2 separate regions of the Mus musculus genome follow, and region 1 is linked to region 2. A link is a contact called in public Hi-C data. All regions are on one chromosome and are shown on one strand. The core of a region is the stretch at or near the end of the contact, and the rest is flanking DNA. Distances in the headings are between cores, read along the strand shown. Region 1 holds the start of Caln1 (calneuron 1). Region 2 has its middle 26 kb from the start of A330070K13Rik.

Evidence for each region. A called contact is a pair of places that touch in the nucleus more often than the background predicts.
Region 1: a Hi-C map of cerebral cortex shows a contact between it and region 2, with 2.3 times the contacts expected there. The contact joins the promoter of Caln1 here to the enhancer-like site in region 2. A contact is called at or near these places in 5 of 484 Hi-C or Micro-C datasets (brain, cerebral cortex and cortical neurons), 3 of 115 datasets of contacts at active chromatin or transcription factors (embryonic stem cells and neural progenitor cells) and 1 of 9 other capture datasets (adipose tissue).

The regions. Positions count from the first base shown.
Region 1 is chr5:130,446,022-130,452,939 of GRCm38.p6, reverse strand. It overlaps Caln1 (calneuron 1), which reads right to left and starts at 4,148. Exons shown (of 6, transcript NM_021371.2): 1 at 3,482-4,148.
Region 2 is chr5:130,407,361-130,413,751 of GRCm38.p6, reverse strand. It overlaps a transcript of Caln1 not described here. Among named protein-coding and RNA genes, the nearest start is that of A330070K13Rik, 26 kb to the right of the region's middle. Within about 2 kb of position 1,946, at least 8 of the 459 cell types and tissues checked have an H3K27ac peak or open chromatin away from gene starts, as enhancers often do. A contact at or near this core is called in cerebral cortex and cortical neurons, where this site is marked.

The DNA of each region.
Region 1 (6,918 bases), core at 2,899-5,398, 37 kb before region 2:
CCCAACACCAACACAAACAATGCCTGTCACTACAGTAATGGGTTGGCACGCTCCCCACGGGATACATGGCTCTCATGCCAGTGACCCTAAAACGCAGTGGCTCCCCCAAGCACACATGCCATGCTAAGGCAATTTCTAAGCTAGGTATGATAGCATAGATCTATAATTCCAGCCCTGGAGAAGTGGAGGCAGAAGAATGTAGAGTTCAAAGCCATCCCATCCTACACAGAAAAGCAGAGGTCCGCCAGGAGCCACGTGAGACCCTGTCTCAAAGAAAAGGAAGGGAGGGAGAGAAAGAAGGAATTCTAAATTGGAACCCTGCCCTACCCTGTATTTTAAGCCCTAATGAGGAGATAAATGATAAATTCAAAAGAGTGGCTATTGGGCTGGGGAGAGAGTTTTGTCTGTAAACGGCTTACTGCACAAAGATGAGGCTATGAGCTTGAGCCAGGCGTGGCAGCACACACTTATAATCCCAGGGATGGGGAGGCAGAGCCTGGAGGATCTCTGGGGCTTCAGGCAGAGACTAGAGGATCCCTAGGGCTTCATAAGCCAGCCTCACATACCTAGCAAGCACTAGGGATGAGCGCACACATTCACACATATACATACACCTACACACACATGCACACACACATATACACCAATAACATAATAATAAACAATAAATGTTAAGAATTTTTTTTTTAAAAAATCCAAGACAGACAGCACCTGATCAATGACAGACAAGACTGACCTCGGGTCTCCACACCTGTGCACAAATACACTTACACCTGCACACACAAAAATACAGAGAGAGAAAGAAAGAAAGAAAGAAAGAAAGAAAGAAAGAAAGAAAGAAAGAAAGAAAGAAGAGGAGGGAGGGAAGGGAGGGAGGGAGGGAGGGAGGGAGGGAGGGAGGGAGGGAGGGAGGGAGGGAAGGGCCGGCAGATACCTTCTACCCTGTCCGGCTGCCCACCCTTATCTACCAAGAGGAAAGGGGTTCAAGGATTCCCATTAGGACTTAACTGTGAGTTTTCTCAGTGATACCAGCTGAATTAAATTATTTTGTTGTTGGTTCATTTGTTTTGAGATAGGATCTATGTGACTGGCTGACTGATTGATTGATTGATTGAGAGAGAGAGTCTCACAATGCAGCCCAGCCTAGCCTCAATCCTCCTGCCTCAGCATCATAGGTGCTGAGGTCACAGACCTTAGCCACCATCCCTGGCTACTTATTCTCTTTCTACAAATGACTCTATGCCACACTGTCAGTGAAGGCTGGGTTGGTGGCAACTGTCACTTTCAGGATTGGAAAAGAGGTGGCATTTTAGTGAACAATCCTAAAACAATTCGAAAGGTGCCCCCCAGCTGCTTCGATTAAACCACACAAGCTTCAACTGACTCTGAAAAGGCCACCTTTCAGAAGCCACCCAGCTCATGACTAGCCTTGGGTATCTGCCAGGACCCCGTGCACTGCTCAAAGAAGTAATGAACAGTCTCCATGACCTGAGCACCATGGGAGGATGCTAAACGAGTCACAGCAAGGGAGCTGCCAGCCCAGGAGAGATCTAAAGGGTCACCTAAGACTTCAGCCAACACCTCACAGTGCAGAATTAGTGAGTACAAGCCAACGGTAGGAAGTGGGGACTTCACTCAGTGGTGGAGCACTCCGAGGAAACGGATACCCAACATTGGGTGTCATCCCCAGTAATGCCAAAGAGAAAATAAAATAAATAAAATCAGGGGGGAAAAAGATGGTTCAGTGGTCAAGAGTGCTTGCTGCTCTTGCAGAGAGGAACTGAGTTTGGTTCCCAGGGCCCATGTCAGGTGGCTTACTTACTTACACTGTAACTCCAGCTTCAGGGAGATTCTATGCCTCTGGCCTCCAACACACACACACACACACACACACACACACACACACCAAATAAGTAAGAAACTAATAAATAACAATAACAACTCACATTGATTGTTACCATATCACTGATGCCCACCTTGCATTAATTAATTAGTTAGTTAATTAATTAATTAAAATGTTAAATCACCACCTCCAACAACCCCAAGGACAGCCGGAGTGGTGCTCTGTGGACAGCATGTCTTGCACCCCACCCTGTAAGACAATTCACACGAAGCAGCTTCACAACCTATGCTTAGCTCCGGGGTGTGTGTGTGTGTGTGTGTGTGTGTGTGTGTGTGTATGTGTGTTTAAAGTTGATCTTTGAGACTGGGAGACAGCAGTTCGATGCAGAACACGAGTCCCTCCACGTGCACAAAAGCATAGGGTTAGAACAGTGCCCCGTTGTCTCTCCTGGTCTTGGTAACTCTGCAGTTCAGACTGCACTGTGCCACTGCAGAACGTAGTTAAGAACACAATTTATCAGACTTCACAGTCACACGCTACCGACTCTTGGCTGCTATATTGTGGACCCAGGAATGTCTCCTTTTTATGTAAAAACAATAAAAAAGAATAGTCTGGGGCCTAGGGATGGCGCCCCAGTCTTGGCACCTAAGGAACTGCATGCAGGCACAGCTACCCCTGGAGGTAAGGAATGAGGCGCAAATGGGATCTCTCACAAACTCCTCGGGCAAAGGAACAGCTTGGAGAAGAAACACTGGGATGGGGGCCGAAGATGCACGTGTCCTGCACTGTGGAATCAAACCGCAGCGCTCAGTCCTGGCTTAGCACCATCTGCTTGTGGATCAAAGTATCCTCGGGTTCTCCCTGAGGCAAGACTAGAACTACCTGCTGCTGCCCAGGCGCCCTCAGACCAAGTCTGAGGAAGTTCACTCCCTGAAGCGCTGGTCTGGGGAAGCTGGGCACCCAGGCAAACCTGGCTTGCGCTAGAGAGGCGGAGTGTCTACCTCTGCCCTCGATCTGGATTAGTTCCAAAGCTTGCCACCCAGAGGTCCCGGTGGGACTGCCTGAGGCCTCTAGGGTCACCCCATGTGCTCCAAGACCACCGATCCTCCCCCAAGGAAGCGAGCATCGGGGTGGGAAGATGGAGATGGAGTGATCCATACCTCCCACCTCCCTAGATAGATCGCCATGACTCCAGCTTCCCGGAGACCAGAATGCCACCAAGGACTCCCACTTAGGCTGCGATGCGGATCGGATCCCCGACACCCAAAGCTCCCTTTTCCCACAACCTGGGTGTCCCCGGGGGCGCGCAGCCCGATGGCCACTAGCACCCAAGACTCCACGAGCTGGGCACAGTCCCGGGATTCCCACGAGTGTACCCAGGCCCTTCTGCAATTCCAGCGTTCCTCACCCACCCTAAGCATGAAGAGAGATCAGGATGGCTCGGGTGACACCCCGGCCCCGAGAGATGGGGTGCTAAGAGCGGGGCCAACAGGTCCGGGAGGCGCTTGTGGGCAGCACACCCGCCCACTCCGAGACTCGCTAGGATAGGGGCATCCGGGGAAGGGACCATTGAAGCAGCGAGGGAGGCAACGATGCAGGGAGGATGCAGGATAAAGACTGGGAGAGAGCATCACTCACCTCTCCTGGAGCCGGAGCTCCGCTGCCCGGCAGCCCAGGCACCTCCTCCGAGGCCCGCAGGGAGGGGGCGACGCGAAACAGAGCGCTCAAGCTGGCGCTCACACGCGTCCCCGCGCGGGCATCCTTCCTCTCCGTAGCCGGCTCCCACGGCGTGCCCCCACTCTGGTTGAGAGGCCGCTTTGCCCAACCCAGCGGCACCCGGGAGCCCGGCGCGGCGCGAGTCTTGCCTTTCCCTTGAGTCTCACAGCTGGGCTTTGCAGAGCCCGCGATGATCTAGGCTGCTCCTTTCTCCCCTGTCCTTGTCCTCGCCTCCCGTCTGGGGGAACGTGCGCCCCGCACCCCCTGCACCGCTCTCGCCTCTACCCCTCCCGCGCCCGCTGGCCGCGCGGGCTTAGCCCATGTGCGCGGCTGCCTCCTCGCTGCGCCCGGGAGCCCAGTGGCCGAGGCCCCGCCGGAGTTGCGCGCCCCAGAAACTCCATGCAGCTCCGGCCTCCTCCCCAGTGCCTCCCCGGTTCCTCCAGATGAAGAAGCCTAGCGGTCTCTAGCAAGGAGATCCCCCTACCACTCTTGGCTTCTTCCCCCCACCGAGGCTGGAGCCTGGTTGCTGGACTGGCTTGGCCACCCCAGTCTCTCTTCTCTTTTCTCCCAGGATTGGGGACCTCCCACCCCCACCCCCACCCCCAAAGCCTCTCCAATGGCTCCCTCCGTTTCCAGGCAGCGCAACCTGAGGAACGCCTCGGTGCGCGCGCACTCACACTCACTCACTCGCTCGCTCGCTCACTCGCTCTCTCACACACATGCACGCTGCACACACAGGCAGACACACGCGGGGGGCGAGCTGCAGCTTAGCAGCCGGCCCTCTTTCCTCTCCTCCCCAGAGAAGCTGCCCACGTTCACATTCGCCAATTGCTTGCTTCTCTCTATTAAACACCTCAGCCCCAACCCAAGCACGCCCACCCCTACCTTAACTCCTTCTTCCCGGATGCCCGATGCCCACGGTTACACCTGAGTCCCCAAATGCCATGGGGGAGGAGGAGGTGTCGACGGAAAGGCTGGTAGTCAAAACCAGGGTGAGAGCAAAATGCTGTGAGCCATCCCTTCGCTATGTCTACGAAGGGCATAAGCACACACACCCACCTCTCATCCCGCGTCCCTAGAGCCCCAGAACATGTGGCCCGTCCCCACTTCTACCAAGGTCATAGTATAGATTCCATAAGAAAGAATGGGTACCTACCTTGACACAAGGTGTGGGGTGGAAACTTCACAGATTGTTTGCAGCCTAACCTGGGGCTGACTTCCCAAGTCTACACCCAGAGAGAATCCTGGTCTCCCTTGACTCACACTTGAAGGGCAACAATTAGCTTAGAGTCACCACTTAGCTTTCTGGGGGACCATCTGACTGCCGTTCAAGTGTCCAGCTGCTAACAGGATACATCTTGCTACCAAGGGTAGTCTTATCAAGAAAAAGATCAAAGTAATAGTCACCTACCCCCGCCCCCAGCCCCCAGAGGGCTCTCATAACCCCTTCCTGCTCCTGATAGGGTGAGCCGGAGAGAGAACAACCCACCTGGTTGGCACTAGCTTTTCTGGTATCTCCCTTTTATCCGAGCTTCCAGGGTCTTATCTCCCTATGAGGACCATGAATCTCAGCAGCCTACACTGTCAGCATCAAAGATGTGGAGACATTTCTTGCTCCAATCAGGAACAACCCGTGGAAAGTCATCTTTAGCGTTTCTTCCAAAAAGCTCAGCCACCACCTCTCCGTTGGCTGGTCCTGCTGCCAAGGGAGTTTGGGCACTGGCAGCCAGTCATCCAAGTTAATCAGGGTCCCCTCCCTGTCTGTGCCTCCTGGCCTGCCGCCTGAGCTGCAGGGTTTCTTGAGTCCCGGCACACTTGCTACTGTTGGCACACCTTTGACATTTAAATTTTCTTAGCCCACGATAGTCCTATCTTTTCATGTCCCAGCCTTCCCTCTCAAATTGTCTTAGAGGCTTCTTGGGTCACCAGGTGAGCTGTGTGTGTTCGTTTCACAGATGTGTGTGGAAGGGGTTGCCATAAAGAGTGAGAAATGAATCAGGTGTGGTGGGGCACACCTGACCTCGAAGCACTGAGGAGGTAGAGACAGGATTATCTGGAATCAGTGAGTTTCCAGGACAGCCTGAGCTTGGTGGTCGGGGGGGGGGGGGGGGGGAGAATGTCAGGTAGATAAATACAGTGGGGAGGGGGAAATCTCAGTATATATTTGGGTAAGAATCACATTCTTTTGTGTGAGGGTGTATGGGTGCACATGTGGAGGCTAGAGGACTCTGGATATTCTCAGTCACCATGCGCCCTGTTTCTTTTTTGAAATGGGTTCTTGCCATTTTTGACTTGTAGGCTACACACTGATTGGCCAAAACACTCTGGGAGTCCCTGCCTCTACCTCCCCAGCACTGGCAGTACAAGTGTGTAAGGGGTACCCACCCAGTTTTTTGGCATGGATTCCTGGGTTAGAAGTCAGGTACCCCCTGGACCTGAGAACACTCCTTTGAGAGTGTCTCCCTATTTAGTCCAGCCCTGAACTCCCAGGGTCACCCCGCCTCAGCCTCCTGGCTTCCAGAGTGGCCGGTACGGATCATCATTCCCAGCTGAAAGCAGTGTCTTCTAACAGTCTGTAGGCCTTTTAAGAAATTCTCTTTCAGGATGGACTTACAGACCAGCAAAACTCACTGGCAAGACAGCAAGGCTATCCACACACAGGGAGTTCCAGGGCGGGGGGTGGGTGAGAGAGTGAAGATTGAGCCACATGACCAGTGTGTTCAAAACTTCTCACTCTGCCCCCTCTACCCCCTGCCTATGGACAAATTATTTGTTCTGCCTGAATCTTGCCGTCCTCATCTGCCAAATGGGAACAATACTGACATCCACCCCCTTTGTAAAGATTAAATACCACCCTGTGAAATAGCAGTATCCTGGGGTCACTCAGCTCCAAGCCTACAGTAAGCTTCAACAAACATGGGCCTTTGTCACTATGTTGTGAGAATTCTTACCCTGGGCACATCTGCCCCCTCTTCATAATGTCCCCCTTGATAAAACAATTCCCCCAGAATTCACCCCAGGAACCAGTGACATTATTGGGCTTTCTTACAAAGCATGAATGGGAAATTACTGCCAGGAGTGTGGGTGGCCCCAAAACATACTGGAGTCTTCACCCAGCTTGGACAATGATTTCCATACAACTGTACATATGGAGTGCTTTAATTAATCTTTTCTAGACTATATACCCTAGCATAGCACTTCTCAACCTTCCTAAGGCTATCTTTGCCCGCCCCCCAAGACTTAATTCAGAAAGTTCAGTTTTAGGTGTACCCGCTACTCCAGTAGCACAATGACTCTCAACCTTCCTGACCCTGAGACGAATAGTGTGATGACCCCTGACCTTAAAATTATTGTGTTCC
Region 2 (6,391 bases), core at 697-3,196:
GACACTGTGTTTGCCCTGTGTCTTGCCACTGATAAATGCTTAGGGAGATCCACATAAGCAGGAATGGTTTATTTTGGCTCACAGGTTCAGTGGTCTCAGTTTGTAAAACACTGTGTGTTGCTTCTGGCCCTGTTGTAAGGTAGAGAGCATCATGGTGGAAAGTGATGAAGCAAAGCTGCTCACCCTGTGGTGGACAGGAAGCAGAGAGAGAAGCAGAAAGTGGCCAGGGATTTGGTGGGTCCTTCAAAACACCATCTCCTAGTGACACACTCCTTCAGCTAACTGCTACCCCTTAAAGGCCCACTCCTTTCCAGTGATGTCATCAGATTATGACTCTATCATTAGGTTAATATATTCATGAAATTGAAGCTTTCAGAATTTGATCATCTCTAAAACGTCTCAGCTCTGAACACTGCTGCACTGGGAACCCAGCCTTGGACACGTGACCTTTTGGAGAGATACTTCACTGCCAACCCATAACACAGTGTTCTATAACAAATTTCCTCTGGGCTGAAACAGTCCATGCTGGAGGAAAGCTCCTGAAGACTCGGGTAGTAAACAACCAACAAGTCTCAAGATGTCTCTGAAACCTAGCAGATTCATAAACTCTAGTCACCTTTAACTTTCAACTTTACATAGCCTAGAAGGAAATTTTAGTTGATTGGTTACTCGGATGAGGCTGGCCTGTAAACATGTTTGTGGGAGATCATCTCAACTGTTAATCAATGTAAGAAGGACCAAGTCCACTGTGGACAGCACCATTCTCTAGGCTGTTGGTCTTAGTCTCTAGAAGAAAGTCAGTTAGGCTTAGACAGCCACCAAACAGCATATTTTTCATGGTTTCTGCTTAAAAGTCCTGATTTCATGCAATAATAAACTGTAATCTGGAAGTATGAGTCAAAAAAAACCCTTTGCTCACTGTCTTAGTTAGGGTTTTACAGCTGTGAACAGACACCATGACCAAGGCAACTCCTATAAGAACAACATTTAATTGGGGCTGGCTTACAAGCTCAGAGGTTCAGTCCATTATCATCAAGGCAGGAGCATGGCAGCATCCAGGCAGGCATGGTGCAGAAGGAGCTGAGAGCTCTACATTTTCATCTGAAGGCTGCTAGCAGAATACTGACTTTCAGGAAGCTAGGATGAGGGTCTCAGAGCCCACGGCCACAGTGACATACCTGCTCCAATAAGGCCACACCTTCTAATAGTGCCACTCCCTGGGCCGAGCATGTACAAACCATCACACTCACTTATGTTGGTTTTGGTCAGCATGTTTCATCACAAAGAAAAAGAAAAAGAAAAAAAAAAAAAAACAGAAAGGAAGTCTCTCCCTTCTCAAATGATTTGAGCAGTTAGAGCTGCTGGGAAGAGGGGGATGTCTGACCTGTAGAGCTGCCGCCTGCAAGTTGTACAGTGAGCTTCAGCTTCCAGCTTTCATGAGTCGTCACCCATGCTTGGGTGGCTTTTAGTGACGCAGCATGTGCCTGTCAGCCACTGCTTCAGCAAGTTGGCCTGTGGTCGTTTAATTACCCTGGTCTGTCATCAGTTCCCTATCTGGGGTGAACAGAGCTTTGTTCCTGGGAACACTGTTCCACCACAGGCACACACACACCAACACTAACATCTCAGACACATAGTCACAGTACACACCAGCGCCAATCTTCACACACACACACACACACATATACACACACACACACAGATTTCAGATGCCCACACAGGTCCCACAGCCTCCATCTCTCTGGGCACACACTCACACAACAGCACGAGTCCGTCCTTGGGAATGAACCCATAGTCACCTCAGACCTGAATTCAAACTCTTCCTTTGACTCTCACACACCCAAGCACTCCCATACCCCGACACTGCACCCCCACGGCTGACGCCACTGTACACGCTGTCCCCCACCTGTGCGCGGTGCCACACCACTCTCTCACATGCCCCCCGTGACTCGCTGATTCACATGCGCTGACACCCGCTCCCCACGCACAAGGCACGCATCTAGACTCTCTCAGTCGCCTCTAGTCATCTCGTGAAGTTCAACAGGAAAAACAAATTTTCCATGTGCTGACAGTAGACATTTTTTAAAAGTGACATTTTATTTTCAAATCTGGTTTGAGTTGCCAAGGGAGAGCTAGCACCATGGGAGCCACGTGACTGGTAGGAAACCACGGGGCTCCAAAGATTTTCAGATGGCGCCCTTAAGCAGAATGCCTTCCCTGTCAGGCTCCTCCAGGCAGGGTGGCCACCAGGATAGAGCTGCTAATGGAAATGGAGCTGCAGACCTGGCGGTGGAGTAGCTCAGAGCTCTCTTACAAGGCTGCCCCTGCTCACTGGCATCAGGCTTGAGAGCTCAATCCACTTAATGACTTGGAGCTTGGCCATAGTTGCTCAGGAATACGGCCTCAGGAAAGGCAGCTCCCCCTATGGAACAATGGCTCCTGTAGCTCCGGTGGACTTGGGTGTCAGAGAAGCTCCAAGCAAGAAGACTCATCACAGAGCAAAATTTTCCAGCCAGGAGCCACGCCCTCAGGATCCCCCTCTTACTGCCCGCTCCAAGAACATTGCTGGGGGCGGGGTGCTCAGCCAGTACAATGTTTGCCATACAAGCATGAGAATTTGAAATCAGTCCCCAGAGCCAACATTTTAAAATCAGGACAAGGGACAGAAAGATGACTCAGCAGTTAAAAGCACAGGCTGCTCATCTGGAGGACCCGAGTTTGATTCCTAGCACCTCCATAGTAGATAACAACCACATGTAACTCCAGTTCAAGGGAATAGACGCCGTCTTCTGCCCTCTGTAGGCACTGTAGGCAGATTGCATATAGTGAGCAGACAAACAGGGAAAACAGCCAATACATATACAATTTAAAAAGAAAGGGTTTCTTTAAAGATGGGCATGGTAGAATATGCTGGTAATCCCAGTGGCGGGGTGGGGTGCTGGGGGGGGGGGGATGTCATACATGTCAGTAGAGATGGGAAGGTCCCTGGGGTTCACCGACCAGTTAGTCTACCCTACTTCATGAGTTTCAGGTTTAGTGAGAGACCCTGTCTCAAAGAACAAGGGCAGGCCAGTGAGATGGCTCAGATAATAGAAGTGCTTGTATATGGAACTGACAATCCAAATTCAATTCCTGACACTCACAGCGTGGCAGGAGAGATCGTCTAAGGGTTGTCTTTTGACCTCTACATACATGTCAGTCATGGCAGGCAGGCATGTTCTCTCTCTCTCTCTCTCTCTCTCTCTCTCTCTCTCTCTCTCTCTGCATGTATGCACTTCCAGAATAAATAAATACATACATTTAAAAACAACACACAAGGTGGGTCAGGTACAGTGACACATGCCTTTAATCCCACCACTCAGGAGGCAGAGGCAGGTGGATCTCTGTGAGCTGAGGCCAGCCTGGTCTACAGTGAGTTCCAGAATAGTCAGAGCTACCTAGTAGAGATACCCTGTCTCAAAAACAAAACCAACAATACACAGGGTAGATAGAACCTGAGACGTGCCACCAAAGGCGAAGGTTGTATCTGACCACCGTGCATGCATCTGCTCTATCAAGTTCTTGTTGCATCAGTGAAATAATCTTACCCCTCCCTTAACCCCCCCCCCCAAAAAAAGAACTTAGGGTAGAAAGAATGTATTTTGGCTCACAGTTCCAGGAGGACACAGTGAGGAGGACCTCATCACAGTGAGGAGGCATGGTGACAGGAGCAAGAAGCTGACGGGTCACATTGAAACCATACTCAGGAAGCAGAGAGAGAAGAGGAACTGGGGCCAGGTTATAAAACCACCAGTCAATCCTGCCCCCAGTGAGGTACTTCCTGCCAAAGGCTCTGCCTCCTAAAGGGACTGTTATCTTCCCAGATGGTGGCACCAGCTGGGGGCCAAGTGTCCAAACGCCACATATAAGCCTGTGTGGTACATTTCTCATTCAAACCACAACAGAGACAGACAGACAGACAGACAGACAGACAGACAGACAGACAGATAGACAGACGGGCGGGCGGGCGGGCAGACAGACAGACAGACAGACAGACAGACAGAGAGACAGAGCGAATAGGAAAGCCAAGACACCCTTCCCAGTCCAGGACGCCCCAAATGTAACACCCAGCATTGTCCTCTGGACAAAATGGATGAACCTTCAACACCACTCCCTTCCCTCATCTAACTAGATGCCTCTTCTGAGCCCTGAGAACCCCATATACTTTTGGGGGACCTACAGTTGATCCCTAATAAAAATGGTTCTGCCTTCCAAACTACCAGTGACCTGATTTCCTGATGAGACTTCTGAGGATCATTCCCCCCAGGATGTCTGTCTGTCAAGGAAGTCCATCTGTCAACTTCCCATCGCATCTTCTAGAAGGGGAGCAGGTGTTTGGGCCCAAATCTTGAAGTTTGAGTTCTGTGATAATGGCTGGGTACCCATTATCATCCTTTCAGCATCTTCCTCCAAGAAGCTATCCACCCACTTCCTGAAGGACCTAAAACATCCTGGAAGCATTGGCCAGGCTTGCGGGATAAGTGGGAGTTGCTCTAAACCTCCCCCACCCCCAAATGACATTACATAAGGTCTGCCGCTCAAGGACCATTGTGTGTGTGTGTGTGTGTGTGTGTGTGTGTGTGTGTGTGTGTGCGCGCGTGTATATTTGCACATGTGTGCACATGATTTTAGAGGTTAATGATAAATTCTGGTTGTCTCTCTTAATCATTCTCTACATTATTCTTTTCTTTAAAATTTTTAAGGATTATGTATATGTGTATATGTGCAGGCACACACACGTGTGCATGCATCTCAGGGATTGAACTCAGGTCATTAGACTTGGCAGCAAGCACCTTTATGCTTGAGTACTGAGCCATCTTGTTGGCCCTCTCTACCTTATATTTTGAGATCAGGGCTTTTACTTCACCTAGAGGTCACTAGGTAAGCTATGGGCTGGCTGGCCAGGGATTCTTCTGTCTCCACCTCCCCATCACTCACCAGGATTACAGACTCATACCACCACATCCAGCTTTTTTACACGGTTTCTGGGCATCTGGACTCAAATCTTCTTGCCTGGGCCTCAAACATAAGGTCCTTCTGTCAGTAAGGGCTCTAAAGAGTCTAATTCACGCTAATTCATACACCATTGATCTCATAATAAAACAGGCCATGTTGACCCTCCAAAGACAGTGAAACACTATAAAAAGGCCAAGGTGCCACATGTCAAAATATGGGATGACAGGAAACTGTGTCAAACAGGAGGCCACAACTCACTGCCTACTGCCGGTGCCTGGGAAGGAAGCTAGACCAGCAAAAGAGAAACTGAAACCCCAGACTCCCCGCTTGTCCAAACAACAGGCAGCTGACTTTATTAAGTTCCACCAATAAAGACCTTAAACTTTGAAGAGTCTCTATGAGAAAATAATAGTAAATCCAGGTGTGGTGCCACACAACTGTGACCCCGGCTCTGTTGGAGGTGGAGGCAGGAAGATGGCGAATTCTAGATCCTCCTCAACTATAAAAGTTTGAGAATAGCCTGGATTACATAAGACTCTGTCTCAAACAATTGATAGAGGAATAGATTGATGGATGGATGGATGGATAGATAGATAGATAGATAGATAGATAGATAGATAGATAGATAGTAGATGGACAGACAGATAATGGATGGATGATAGAGAGATTAGATAATTGATTGATAGATGACAGGTGAAGTACGATAACTGATTATGGATAAATATAAATGAATGAATGATAGGTGCTAGACAGTCAACAGGTAAACAGATATTAGATGATTGGCAGTTATAGGTAAATGGATTTGATTGATTGATTGATTGATTGATTGATAGACTGATAATGGATGGATGATAGAGAGATTAGATAATTGATTGATAGATGACAGGTAAAGTATGATAACTGATTATGGATAAATATAAATGAATGGATGATAGATGCTAGACAGTCAACAGGTAAACAGATATTAGATGATTGGCAGTTATAGGTAAATGGATGATTGATTGGTTGATTGATTGATTGGTAGATAGATAGATAGATAGATGATAGATAGATAGATAGATAGATAGATAGATAGATAGATAGATAGATGCTAAATAGACAATTTAAAAGAAGTGATTACATTACTAAATAAATAAACTCTATTTCTGTCTATATAGTGGGGTTGCTTCTACTAAAGATTCATGATGACCTCAGCAGCTTCTTCCAAAATGGTGACAGGTCCAGTCAACCCTTGTACAGTGTGACCCAGCACCAGAAGGCCACAGGGAACTGAGGCCAAGACCTGGGCCCAGGGCAAGTCAATAGAAATAAGGTGTCCTTAACCCAAACACACTTTGGGTACCAACCAGTTCAGCTATCAGAAGGACGGCTGGCTTCCTGGGGATTCCCAGGGCTC